4 separate regions of the Mus musculus genome follow, and all the other regions are linked to region 3. Evidence: chromatin contacts called from public promoter capture Hi-C data. All regions are on one chromosome and are shown on one strand. The core of a region is the stretch at or near the end of the contact, and the rest is flanking DNA. Distances in the headings are between cores, read along the strand shown. Region 1 holds the start of Fga (fibrinogen alpha chain). Region 2 holds the start of Rbm46os (RNA binding motif protein 46, opposite strand). Region 3 holds the start of Gucy1b1 (guanylate cyclase 1, soluble, beta 1). Region 4 holds the start of Fgg (fibrinogen gamma chain).

The links. Promoter capture Hi-C pulls out the DNA fragments that hold promoters and counts their contacts.
Region 1: a promoter capture Hi-C map of liver shows a contact between it and region 3, with 3 times the contacts expected there. The contact joins the promoter of Fga here to the promoter of Gucy1b1 in region 3. A contact is called at or near these places in 3 of 39 promoter capture datasets (cranial neural crest, embryonic stem cells and liver).
Region 2: a contact with region 3 is called in a promoter capture Hi-C map of embryonic stem cells, with 5 times the contacts expected there. The contact joins the promoter of Rbm46os here to the promoter of Gucy1b1 in region 3. A contact is called at or near these places in 11 of 39 promoter capture datasets (the 3T3-L1 cell line, the HPC-7 cell line, cranial neural crest and 6 more).
Region 4: a promoter capture Hi-C map of stem cell-derived epiblast-like cells shows a contact between it and region 3, with 3 times the contacts expected there. The contact joins the promoter of Fgg here to the promoter of Gucy1b1 in region 3. A contact is called at or near these places in 2 of 39 promoter capture datasets (hippocampal neurons and stem cell-derived epiblast-like cells) and 1 of 115 datasets of contacts at active chromatin or transcription factors (astrocytes).

What each region holds. Positions count from the first base shown.
Region 1 is chr3:83,024,889-83,027,758 of GRCm38.p6, forward strand. Fga (fibrinogen alpha chain) reads left to right here and starts at 1,265. Exons shown (of 6, transcript NM_001111048.2): 1 at 1,265-1,380. The coding sequence starts at 1,327.
Region 2 is chr3:82,875,036-82,878,193 of GRCm38.p6, forward strand. Rbm46os (RNA binding motif protein 46, opposite strand) reads left to right here and starts at 1,670. Exons shown (of 4, transcript NR_040382.1): 1 at 1,670-1,723. It overlaps Rbm46 (RNA binding motif protein 46), which reads right to left and starts at 1,448. Exons shown (of 6, transcript NM_001277170.1): 1 at 1,273-1,448.
Region 3 is chr3:82,073,176-82,076,257 of GRCm38.p6, forward strand. It overlaps Gucy1b1 (guanylate cyclase 1, soluble, beta 1), which reads right to left and starts at 1,536. Exons shown (of 14, transcript NM_017469.4): 1 at 1,397-1,536; 2 at 823-896. The coding sequence starts at 1,399.
Region 4 is chr3:83,006,335-83,009,510 of GRCm38.p6, forward strand. Fgg (fibrinogen gamma chain) reads left to right here and starts at 1,390. Exons shown (of 10, transcript NM_133862.2): 1 at 1,390-1,648; 2 at 1,819-1,863; 3 at 2,040-2,223; 4 at 2,314-2,407. The coding sequence starts at 1,574. It overlaps Gm30097 (a long non-coding RNA gene), which reads right to left and starts at 2,081. Exons shown (of 5, transcript XR_375748.2): 1 at 2,020-2,081.

The sequences.
Region 1 (2,870 bases), core at 15-2,514, 950 kb after region 3:
ACACTTAAGTCAAAGGGTTTTTTTTAATCATTTTATTGAACCGTGACTGATATGTAAAAGTGCTGTATGTTTGATGTGAAATAACCACCCCTTTGAGCTCATTAGTATATGCATCACCTTCTTTGATTATCTTTCCCTTTTCCTCTTTTTTCTTCCTTTCTGTTTCCCTCATTTCTCGTCTCCAGGAAACCACTACTGTGTCCCAGTCTCTTGAGTTGCACATTAAAGGTTTCACACGGAAGTGAAGTCACATCGTTCGCTTAGTGTGATATCCTCAAGGCTCCCGTACATTTCCCCAAATGTGTGAATTTCTTCTTTTCACAGGCTGAACAATAATCTCTTGTATCCACCCCTTTTCTTTATCCATTCATCCATTGTCTGAGGCTGCTTCCATAGTGTGGAATTGTGAACAATGAATATTCTGTTCAAAATCCAGCTGTTGCTTTTTGGGGGGGGGGGGAATATTAGTGGGTGCGTGGTTGGGTCACACAGAAGTTTCACTGAGTCCAGAAGAATTGTACATGGAAATGAAGAGCAGATGAAGAGAGATCAAGCCCAAAGGCAGGAAGTACAGTACATTTTCCATGTACTTCTCCAATCATGGCCAGCACTTCCTCCCAGGCCGTGGTGACAACCACTCCTCGGGAGGCCTTGAAATAATTCACCCATTTGTTTACTAACATGTGTAGGATGTTGCCTTTGCCCTGGTCTTTAAGAGAGGAGACTGATTCCCAAGGATGGACAGTTAACCTTCATAAGTGCTCAGAGCCAGGAAGCTGGAGCTAGGACTGTGGATGCTGGCATTGGTCGCCAGCAGCTACTGTCTTGACCTCTGGCTGGAGGAAAACAACCCGTTTAACATAAGCTTATTGTAGGCTTTCAGGTCATTCTGAAATTCAGATGAACTCTGAATCCCACACACAGTCCAATGTCTCTGCTCCACAGAAGTGATAGCCAGAGTGCCCTGGCTGCTCTCTTACTTCCTTCAGGTGTGAACTGTGTTCATCTCCCCAGCTTCCAAGGCCCCCATTTCCTGGAATGTAGATTCCCCCCACCCCCCAACTGCTGACTGCACAATCAAATGCTACCATTTGCAACAACTTATCGGAAACAAACAAGCTACAGAGAATTGAGCAAGAGTTTCTGGGATACCTTGGTTATTATGGTCAGAGCACAGGACACACTGTGAGCTTTGGCTGCTTGAGTGGGCCAAGGGTGATGATTAACCTCCTGCCGGTTTAAGTAGGGTTGGAGCTGTGAGTGCAGTCAGTCCTCCTTCGCTTCAGCTCCAGTTCTCCTCATGAGCCATCCCTAAACGCAGACACCATGCTGTCCCTGAGGGTCACCTGCCTCATCTTGAGCGTGGCCAGCACAGTCTGGGTATGTGCTTTCTCTTCTCTCTGTTAATTCTTCCGCAAGGAGCCCTGAGTTCAGAGTCTACAAGTCCTTTGTACTTAGCTTTTTAAATGCCAGGCCAGGGAGGCAAATTCTTAGATGAGCCTGACAAGTGTATGGGGAAATGTGATGTCCAGAGGGAGGCCCTAGGATAACGAGAGATCTTGACATCTGTCGTTCAGGCTGATTCAGATGCAGTCTTTAAAACTGCAGCTGTGTGTTAGTATACTCTCACGGTTGCTGGGGATTGATCCAGCATAGAATTCCTCATGCTGCAACCCTTAGATGCAGTTCCTCATGTTGTGATGACCCGCAACTAGAAAATTGTTTTTAGTTACTACTCCCTAACCTTAATTTTATTACTTTTATGAATCATAACGTAAATATTTTTGGAAATAGAGGTTTGCCAAAGGAGTCGTGACCCACAGGTTGAGAACCCCTGGGCATGGCAGTAAAGCTCTCTACAACTAAGCTACACTGCCAGCCTCCTGAATCCCTCCACATGTTTGTCCCTTTAAACTCCAGAGACATCATTCTAACAGAACAAAACACTGGGTAAGAACTGTTCTCCAGCTGGTAATTCCAGACATTTGTCTGTAATGAGCAGAAGGTTTGGGGTTTAGTATGGTTTACCTCTAGTCTTTGTTTTATTTGTAATATTTTAGTTTTGTAATGTTGTCATGTTGAGGAATGAAGCAGAGCTTTCTCTGTACTGACCAAGCAAGCGTTCTACACCCGCAGCCCTAAGAGGAACTTTTCATATCCTTTTGAAGACATAAAAGGAAGAGGGCAAATTAATTGCCTTTGAAAACGTATAGCAAATTCCGAAGACATTAGTTATGAGGCAGTGGGCTCTTTGGAAGGATTCGTGTTCTTTTCAGATAACTTCTAAATACTGACATCATTCCCCAAATTAAGCCCCAAAGAAAAACAAAAGAAAGAAATCTAAATTACTGGAGTTTCTGACACATTCTAGTTTATAAAACATGTCAACTATGACCAAGGACCTAGTGACATCCTAATTAGTTACCCAGGCTGTATATTATTTCAGGTGTTTTTTGTGGTGGTGGTGGTGGTGGTGGTGGTGGTGGTGGTGGTGGGTTTTTTGGCTCACCATTCAAAAATCTTGATATCAGAGAGTAAAGAACAATACATTTTGGAGGGAATTAAACTAAAATAACCAGCTGAGGCGATATTTCTGGGTAATTTGTACTTCTATTGTCTTCCTTGTCTCATTATTATGTGCACTTTCTGTCTGCTTCATTGTTGTGCTATTTTACTCATACAATTGAATTTACCATTATATTTCTTATACAAAAGGACTCGTTCTTTTAAATGAGTTGTTCTTCGCTGCTTTAATTATGGTAATTAGGATTATTTGAATTTTCACAAATGAGAATGAGACCATGTTGATTAATTATAAGGAAAAACTACCCCAAACTAACATAGTGACAGGAAGTCCCTTGTAAGTTGGC
Region 2 (3,158 bases), core at 420-2,919, 800 kb after region 3:
TGACTAAAGACACTGTCATCTGTAGTGTCATTTGAAGTCTTATTAATTTGAACACAGAAATCACATTTCCCCTTATCTTTTTACCTTACCAACCAACAGATATTAAAGTTAACAGCATTAAAAATTTTTAATTTACACAAATTACTTATTTGCAATCCTTTCTTAACTTCTGGTACCTCTTAAGTTTTCCACCAATGAAAACAATACCACTGAACGCTTAAAGCGTAACTTCACCCATACACAGTTGAATATATATTCTTGGTTTTAATATTTCTTACTTTATAAGGATGTTTGCACCTTACATGAGCTGTTTTATAATTTTGGCATTAATATTTTAAAGTCCAAGACTCTTATATGAAAATTAGCACTTAAAACATGGCCACACGCAGGAAATAAGGCATTAGTTGGTTATTTGGCAAATACAGTGCTAACAAGATCCGAATGTCCTCAGTGGCACAGTTAGTGATTGAGACAATATTTTAAACAGGTATACTTAAAAACAAATCTACCTATCACAGCGCTAAGGTTGATTCTTATGACTACAAAGGAAGTTTCTGAAGCATCTCATTGCCCTAATCCCTTGAAATGAAAACTGCTAGTTATTTAAATTAGCCTATTTCCACATGCATATTCATAAATGATGGGCTGTTACCACCTTGATGCTACCTATAGTGCTTCCTGGTTTTAACCTAATTCTAGAAGGCTAAATGAGGTGCTTTTTCTGAGTCCCCTGGGGTCCCCTTCTCATAAATTCACCAGGAAGCCAGTCCACCAGCATCCACCGGGCCCCTGGACCGGCTCCGTGGTCCTCCCTCACCCCAGGCTGCACTAAGAGTGTTATCCGGCCCGTCGGGCAGTTGGCTCCCGACAACCACTCACGCAGATCCCCTAGGCAGCCCGGCCGCTTCCCAGTCGGGGCGGCGGAAAGTTCGAGGCCCGGCCCCCGCTAGGAACTCTGGGCGGCGCGGCGAGCGGACACAACGGCGACGGGAGGCCAGCGAGGTCGGGAAGCAGCGGCCAGGACCCCGAGGTCCCGGAGCTTCTGCCGACTGGGCAGCCGCGCAGGGAGCCCGAGACCCGAGAGCCGCTGTCGACGGGGCGGCCGCGCAGGGAGCCCGAGACCCCGGAGCCGCTGTCGACGGGGCGGCCGCGCAGGCCAGCCCGCGGACACCGCCCGACGGTGGCGCCCCGGACCCCGCACGAGGGCACCCCCGACTGCGGCCGTTGGCAGCGGTTTGCCGGTCACCCCCGCAGCTCCCATTCCCGCCTCACCCCGTCGGGTCTTCAGAGGCCAGACCTAAAAATCCCTGGACCAACGAGCACAAACCGCCGCCAGAGCTTCGGATCGGCGCTGCGGGCGGAAGCGGTGGTCAGAGGAGTCGCCGCGGGGCCGGACGGGGCAGGGCGTGGCCAGTGGCGCTCGTGCTGTCCTCGCGCCTCGGGGCCACGGGCTCTTCGCCTCAGCCTAGCGTGCCTCACGTGGAGTGGCCCCACCTCGACCAATCAGCGGCCGCCGGTGGGGGCGAGGAGGCGGGACTGAGGCTTGAGGCCGGAGGAGGCACTTGCGACAGGCGAAAGGGACTTGGAGTGGCACGCTCGCTGGCCAATCAGGAGGAGAAAAGCCAGTCTGGGCGAGTGAAGTTTGGCGCGTGGAAGACTTGAAGGCGTTACTAAACAAAAGTTACAAAGTGAACTTGCAGTGCTTCCCTTAAGGGAGATGTAGGTAGGTTGAGAAAGTTCTTTGTCTGGCTGGATGAAGTTTGCAAATCTTGATTGAACGCCTTGTTGGGTGCAAAACAGTCATGGGGACTTTTGTAAATGAGGATGGGAGGGGTGGCCCCTTAATTTCTGATTCCCCTTAAAACAGATATGATGAGACTGGGATCGTAAATAACGTTAACAGAGTTTTAGCCCTTTTATGTTTCTACGTGCCAAAAGCAGTTCCAGGGCATCTTCGTCCGTTCTCACAGGGTTTTTAAAACTAAGTTATAGCATGTTTTACAGACAGGGAAACCGACTCAAGAGAGCTGTGGGCGTTTACACAACGTGTGCATCAAGCGGCTTGTGATATGTTACTATCCCAAAAGGTGCCCCCCAAGGAGAACGCTATGCACAATACCTGGGAGGCGTTGGTAACTCGGAAAGCAGTTATTCCTAAACTCTGCTCTGCACAGTATTTTCCAAACAAGTTGAAAGCCTGAGCCACATCTAATACACTAGTTTGGCTTTGTTTTTAAAGATTTTTTTAACCTCAAAAACTACAAGAGGAAGGTTTGTTAAACATTGTTCGTTTGTTTTGTTTTGTCCAGGAAAGAAAGGTTCTTCACATTCATTTTCATGTCTGAATTTTACAGACTTGATTTTACAGACTAGCTGATTTTAAGCGTCGTTGTAGGAGCCTGTAGAAGCCAGTAGGTGGCGATATTTTATTGTGAGGTGTGAATGAGGTCTTGGAGGTAGCCTGGAGGACTACTTAACATTTCCAGTGTGTTCTCTTTTCACACCCCATCCCCAGTATAAAGGAAACCAAGTGAACAAGAGTTTCATAAAGGTCATTAGAGTGAGGCCTTAGAAACTTGCTTTAGAAAGACAATGTTAAAGACTCAAGTTACAGGGTACATCCTCTCCCTCAAAGTCTTAAAGAAACTGAGCAAATTTTATTAGCAGATGTATTTTTCATTGACTGCTATAAAAGATTTATGCCTTCTGCAACCAAAACATAAAGGAATAGCCTTTATTTCTTAAGTTTCCAAGAAGAGGGCATCTGAAACCTTTATGCTACGAGAATTCTTTAAGAATAGACTGCAAAATAGAAATTTTTAGATGCTTTATGGGGAAAGATGACCCAAATGAAGAAAGATGTGAAATGCAGGTGTTCTTTTGTCTGAAAAGAAGCCAGAATTGGGATAAGCCTTTGCTGATGGCGAAAACAGGAGAAAATCTATCAGCAGCTCAAAGGGAAATTATGCTGTCTGTGGGAATGGAAAGAAATGGTTAAACAGTGGAAGGGACCAGGAGAAAAGGTTCAGCATTTAAGAACCAACCCTGGCTGTTCTTCCAGAGGAGCCACATTCAATCCCAATGGTTTTAACTGTCTGTAACTCTGCCTCTAGGAGATAGACCACCTCTGGCTTCTGTGGGCACATACCCACACGCAC
Region 3 (3,082 bases), core at 286-2,785:
TCTAAAACCTGCACTAGGAGAGGGCAGAAGATTGGCAGTTCCAGGACAGCCTACGCTGTGTGTAGGGAGATCCCGTCTCAAAAACATAAAGGCCAGACATAAAGTTCAGTGGCATTGTGTTTGCCTGTCAAGGACAAGGTTCTGGCTTCAATCCCCAATAAACCTCCTCCTTAGACCTACAGAAAGCTTAAGAGATGCCTTGGGCCTTAAAATCTCAGATAAGTCTATTTTCTCGTCTTATCTGAGTACCAGACTCAAAGCTCTACAGAAACTAGGATGCCCTGCTAGGGTTGCCAGAAGAAAACACAGCAAAGCAAGGGTGATTTGGGCAAGTTAAAGGGAAAATGTCCCTTTATTACATATCGGTTTCTCATGACTTACTGGAGAAATAATCTTTGAGTGTACTATACCATAACCAAATGATTTAACCATATTACGTGTTCCTGGTGTGCAAATCGCAAAAGAAAGCGAATCTTCTGTTCATTTCCTGCCTCTGATCCTAAGACCTTGCAGAGGCCCAGGAAGCCCCCAGGTCCCCTTGCATGGGAGCTAGCCAACCCTCTGAACCTGGCCTGGGAGTCACAGTGCTCTGCCTGTCTGGGTGTTCCCACGCTCAGTCCGGGTGAAGAGGCCGCAGCGACCCCAAGGGGCTTGATCACGCGGCCACGCCCCGGCCTACCCTCCTCTCCTGGTCCCGGCTTCGGAGCGTGGGAGAGGAGACCGGAGGATGCGCACCACGACCCTGCTGGGAGCAGCCAGGGAAGCGGGCGGGCGCGGGCTCGGTGCCAACGCGCGGCCCTGGGAGCGGGGCTGTTCACTTACTTGATGTCTTCCCACACCTCGGGACCATAATTGCGGATCACCAGCAGCTCCAGGGCATGGTTCACGAAACCGTACTGAAGGGCAGAGAGAGAGACCGTGGTCAAGGACCCGCGCCTTGCAACCCGGTCTTCCACCCGGTGCCTCTGACCTGTCATTCGCCTTCAGGATAAGCTTTCGGGTACCCTATTCTAAAAGGGGGGACTCTGCGGGATCTTTGAATTCTCGTCGTCCCTTTCCCCTCCCCCATCTTCTTACCCCTGCTCACCTGTCACCGTGGTGCAACAGGGGTAGCTCAGGAACCTGAGCCCTGAGCTTCCCACACCACCCTGCCCGTGGAACCCAGAATCCCCAGAAGTTGGAGGCTGGGGTTGAGTGGTGGGGACCCAACCAGACCCAGAGACTCGGAGCACTCCAGCAGATCATATGTCCCCACCTCCCACCAAAAGCGCTGTTCCTCGCGGCCCTCCGCTCTGTGTGCCCTGGGGCTTGTTTCTGCATCTCAGCCAGCTCTCTAGCCAGTCAAGGTCCACCCGCTCAGGTGTGATGTTCCGCTGACCATCCTGACAGCACTCACCATGGTGTCCGCGCCCGGAGCCTAGGAAGCAGCTTCCAGGCAAGAGTACCGCGGAAGGGACCCAGACAGCGACTACAGCGGCGACAGTGCTCCCAGACCAGCACAGAGCTGAAGCTAGGGCATCAGTCTCGGCCAACTCTGATTGCCACCTCTTCTCAGCCAATGACGAGTGGAGCCGCAGGAGGCTGGGCGCTGTTTCTTCCCATATCTTAGCCAATCAGTGACAGAGGAGGGAATTCAGATGGGCTCAGAGCTACTGTGCTCAAACATTTTCCCGCCCCAGTCTGGTGACAAGTCATTTCTTTTGAGGCCTTAAGGCAGATAGAACAGAACCAGCTGTGCTCCTTCCAGCATGGATGGGGTATTGTCATTGTCATCCTCGTACATCTGTTCTAATGTCCTAGAGCTTGGGCGTGTGTGTGTGTGTGTGTGTGTGTGTGTGTGTGTGTGTGTGTGCGCGCGCGCGCGCCCAGTGTTGATTAACATCGTCATGTTTTTTGTAGTTATGCACATAAACATTTCCTCTGTTGCTTTACCTAGCAACAGCTGGCAAACATAGCTAATCCTACAAAATTAACATTTTTACTTTTAGTCAATTAAGTTAATAATCAAGTGCACAAACTAAGATGTTTTGTAATATACAAGAGGTTTAGCAACTGCATTAGACTTTTTGCCATTGAGACAAAATACCTGACATTAACCAGCAGAATTCATGTTTTTGCCTGTGGTTTTTAGAGATCCATCGTTTTTTGTTTTTGTTTTCGCTTTTTTTTTTGTCTCCGTTGCTTTGGGGCGTGTGGAACAGCCCAACTCCATGGTGGCTGAGAGAATGGCCGAGGCTGTTTAGTTCATTACAGAGACACACAGGTGGGCCCAGTAGAGGCTTACAGTTCCCAAGGACACCCACAGTGGTCTACTTACAAACTCCAAAAAGGCTTCCAGAAGTTTCCAAACTGGTATTTCCCAGCTGGGGAATATGCTCTCAAGTACCTTCTCGGAGGATAGATACTTCATGTATCTTCTTGGAGGATAGATACTTCATGTGCAAACATAATTGTGAGCAAAACGTTAAGCCATCTTGTCTGTGAACTTTACAGGACAGGCCATATTACAACCCAGGAGTTAGAATTCCAGAAGTTTTAGATTTGTCTTGTATTTCTGTTTTGTCTGTTTGTCTGTCTGTCCATCAGTCCACCCACCCACCCACCCATCCATCCATCCATCCATCCATCCATCCAAGGGCCCATTACAAATGTGTGAACATTTCATCCCTCTCCAGTATGTCTTTCTCCCTCCCTCCCTCCTTCCCTCCTTCCCTTTCTCCTTCCCTCTTTCTTTCTTTCTTTCTTTCTTTCTTTCTTTCTTTCTTTCTTTCTTTCTTTCTCTCTTCCTTCCTTCCTCCCCCTCTCTCTCTTTCTCTCTTCCTTCCTCTCTCTCTCTCTCTCTCTCTCTCTCTCTCTCTCTCTCTCTCTCTCCTCTTTCTTACTTTCAAGCTGTCCCTTCTGTAAGTATGCACTCATCCATAGTCCCAAAACTCATTGGTTCTCCAAGGTGGACAGTGATGTAATCATTACTCATCTGTCCTGGCTTCTCACTCTAAAGACAGTAGAAATATTCACTGTGTCTCCTCAAGAAAAGTTTTCTACACAACACCTACTGAACCTTTTGATTCCACAATTGTTGGAA
Region 4 (3,176 bases), core at 140-2,639, 930 kb after region 3:
GTCACTCAATAATTGTTGAGTATTAACTGTCACTCGGTCTACTGGGTGCTGTGGCCAAACACTGAATTTCCATTGATAGATTAATGGGTTATATAATGCAAGGTTCTTATAATTCCTACAAAACATGGAGCCAGAGCTGGGGCTGTGGGGTAATGCTCTATTAGAGGGAACTAGCCTCCAGAAAACAGGGCTTCTGGGGGTTTTTGCTTGTTTTTGTTTGTTTGTTTGTTTGTTTTTTGTTTTATTTGTTTTGACAGCCAGAGATGCAGTAGTTCCTATGCACATTGACAAACAAGATGGGGGGAAAAAGTAGAACATATAGGAAGAAAAAACAAACAGGAGATAGGAAGTGACTAAAGGCTACGGGGTCTTTAAGCAGGTGAATGGTGGCATTGTCCAAGCTATTCTGTAAGAATATCACAAATGGCTTGGAGCAAAAAGTGACTGAAGTGGAGGCCAATCTGGTCAGGAAGAGAAAGGGCTACATATTTGGTCTGATGAGTTCCCTTACTTAAAATGATTTCTGACTAGCTACAGAGCATAAACATTTCTTTGTTTTAATGTCAAAGGAGACAGTACTTTGTCAAAACTTCAAGTCAAATACCAGCATGTTAGCACTTCTTTCATGTTAGTGCGTTTCTCCCAGTTACATAGTTCTTCACAGTTTACAGCAAGCTTGGTCACAGGAGGAGAGTGACTGCACACATCTGTCACAGTGCCACAGCTGCTTGTCATTAGCAAAGAGAGGTGACAGTGCCCTTTCCCCACAAACTCAATGAACCTTCTCAGTGTCTCCCTGTGTCCCTTCTCCTTCAGAGAGGCTTCTAAGGAGATGTGTGACAGGTGGGTTTCTCTGAGTCCAGGCTTTTCCTCCAGGAACTAGATGGGGCTTTGGGACAAACTGGTAAACTCCTGGCTCCTTCTCTTTGGTGGCAGATGGGAGGGAACCTGTCTTCCAGTCATCAGAAGAGTTGAGCCCAAAACTCAGTCAAAACTGACCCAAGAAAAAGGATATCACAGAGGAGGGACAGGAACCCATCTCCAGCATGATCCACCCTTGGAAATACAGACCTTAGACATGAAAGGAGGAAAAGTTCCCTTCTCCCACCCCTGGGCAAAGACAGGTCTTTCAGTAATGCCTGTGGCTGCAACAGGCCAGACTTCTGGATAAGCTTGGTTTGTTGTGGGAGGTCAGAACCCTGTGTTTGTTCTCCTGGAGGTGGTGTACTGGAAGTAGTTGCAACACGCGGCCTCTGTCAGCCCTCGGAGCAGCACCCCCCCCCCCCCTGTTTTGCTGGCTTTTGCAGATACCTGTGGGTCTGAGGAGACAGGTTGGGCTGAGCCCAAAGGGAGGAGCTTAAACCTGTGCGCAAAATCTGGGAATCCCTCAGAGCACGAGTGAGAGCCAGAATGAGCAGAAAGAGCTCACATTTCTGGTAAAGAGACCCTGTGACCAGTTCCAGCCACCCTTAGTCCCGCCCAGACTGAGAGCTCACATAAAGGACCAAGGAGAAGCCCAAGAGGTCACAGTGCTGGCTGTAAAGAGCTGGGAGCACCTGGTCACCCAGACACCATGAGTTGGTCTTTGCAGCCCCCGAGTTTCCTTCTTTGCTGCCTGCTTTTACTGTTCTCTCCAACGGGCCTGGCAGTAAGTGTCCTTCCGAAGCCATACTGTTTTATTATTAAAACGTTTTTATAAAGGGGAGAGAGAGAGAGAGAGAGAGAGAGAGAGAGAGAGAGAGAGAGAGAGAGAGAGAGAGAGAGAGAGAGAGACATGACTGGGACCAGTAGCAAAATATCTTTGTTTTTCTCCAACAGTATGTGGCTACCAGAGATAACTGTTGCATCCTAGATGAGAGATTCGTAAGTAATTTCAGTGTCACCCCCTATCCTGAAACTAGAGAAGGGTGGGAAAACAGGGTAGCACTTTCATTTATCAGTTGACAACTTAAGCTTTTGGGGAATGGTTTAATATTTATGGATTGTATTTAAGACTTCTCTCCTAAGGTGTTTAATTACCTCCTTAAATTGACTTGCAGGGTAGTTTCTGCCCAACCACCTGTGGTATCGCAGATTTCCTGTCTTCTTACCAAACCGACGTGGACAATGATCTCCGAACGCTGGAAGACATCTTATTCCGGGCTGAAAACAGAACCACAGAAGCCAAAGAACTGATCAAAGCAATTCAGGTTTACTACAACCCAGACCAACCCCCAAAGCCAGGTGAGAGGAAACCCCACCGAGGAGTCACCTCCTCTGCTTTCCGTTGTACTATTTGCTTAAGGGATTTTCCTGTCTCTGACCCTGTTACAGGTATGATAGACAGTGCCACTCAGAAGTCTAAGAAGATGGTAGAAGAAATTGTGAAATACGAAGCGCTGCTGTTAACCCACGAGACAAGCATTCGGTATGTGTCTGGGTTTTCATGTGCTCCTCAAGGCACCTGGAACTTTTCCTTAATGTTCCACATTTCATAGAAAGTGACCTTGGAATTTAGTTTTCATTTATAGTATCAAATCTCCCAGTGGAGATGGGAGTTCTTTAGTGAAAAATGAGTTGCACGGGCCTGTAATTTTAAAATAATAATCGCATTGGAGAAAGGTTATTGTAGATGCCTTTGAATGCCATTCTGGCTCTATTTACTTGAATGTCCCCCAGCCCCCTTACAATATAAAATCAAATATATGGGAATTGAGGTGTGGAAATCCTCTTCACAAACATGTCACCAAGTCAACATTAGTAAATCAGAGAACAGACAGAAGAAGGGTCTTGACTGCTATAGAAAAATCTTGTCAAAAGTGAAGTAGAAGGGAAGTGTCTTGGAGCCACTTGATCATAGGTCATGGGCCTGGAATTATTCCGTGTCCCCTGTCCTCACATCTAGCTTCCCAGGGACTCTGGGCATGGCATCGCAGGTATAGTTTTAACTCCTTTCCCAATTCTCCCCCAAACTGGACTCCCAGCACCATTGGAAACCCAGCCAGACGGTAGCTGGGGAAGTGACCTCCAACGTGCCTCTCCTCTTTCTGCAGTCAGAAGGCAGTGCGTATTGCTGCTGCAATTAGCATTCTCATTTGCTCATCACTAAAGCATAAGAAAACTCTTGTGAGAAAATATCTAAGACAGAGAAACAAGGTGCTCCAATGATGTGTCCCACTGCTTTACTTCAAAAGCAG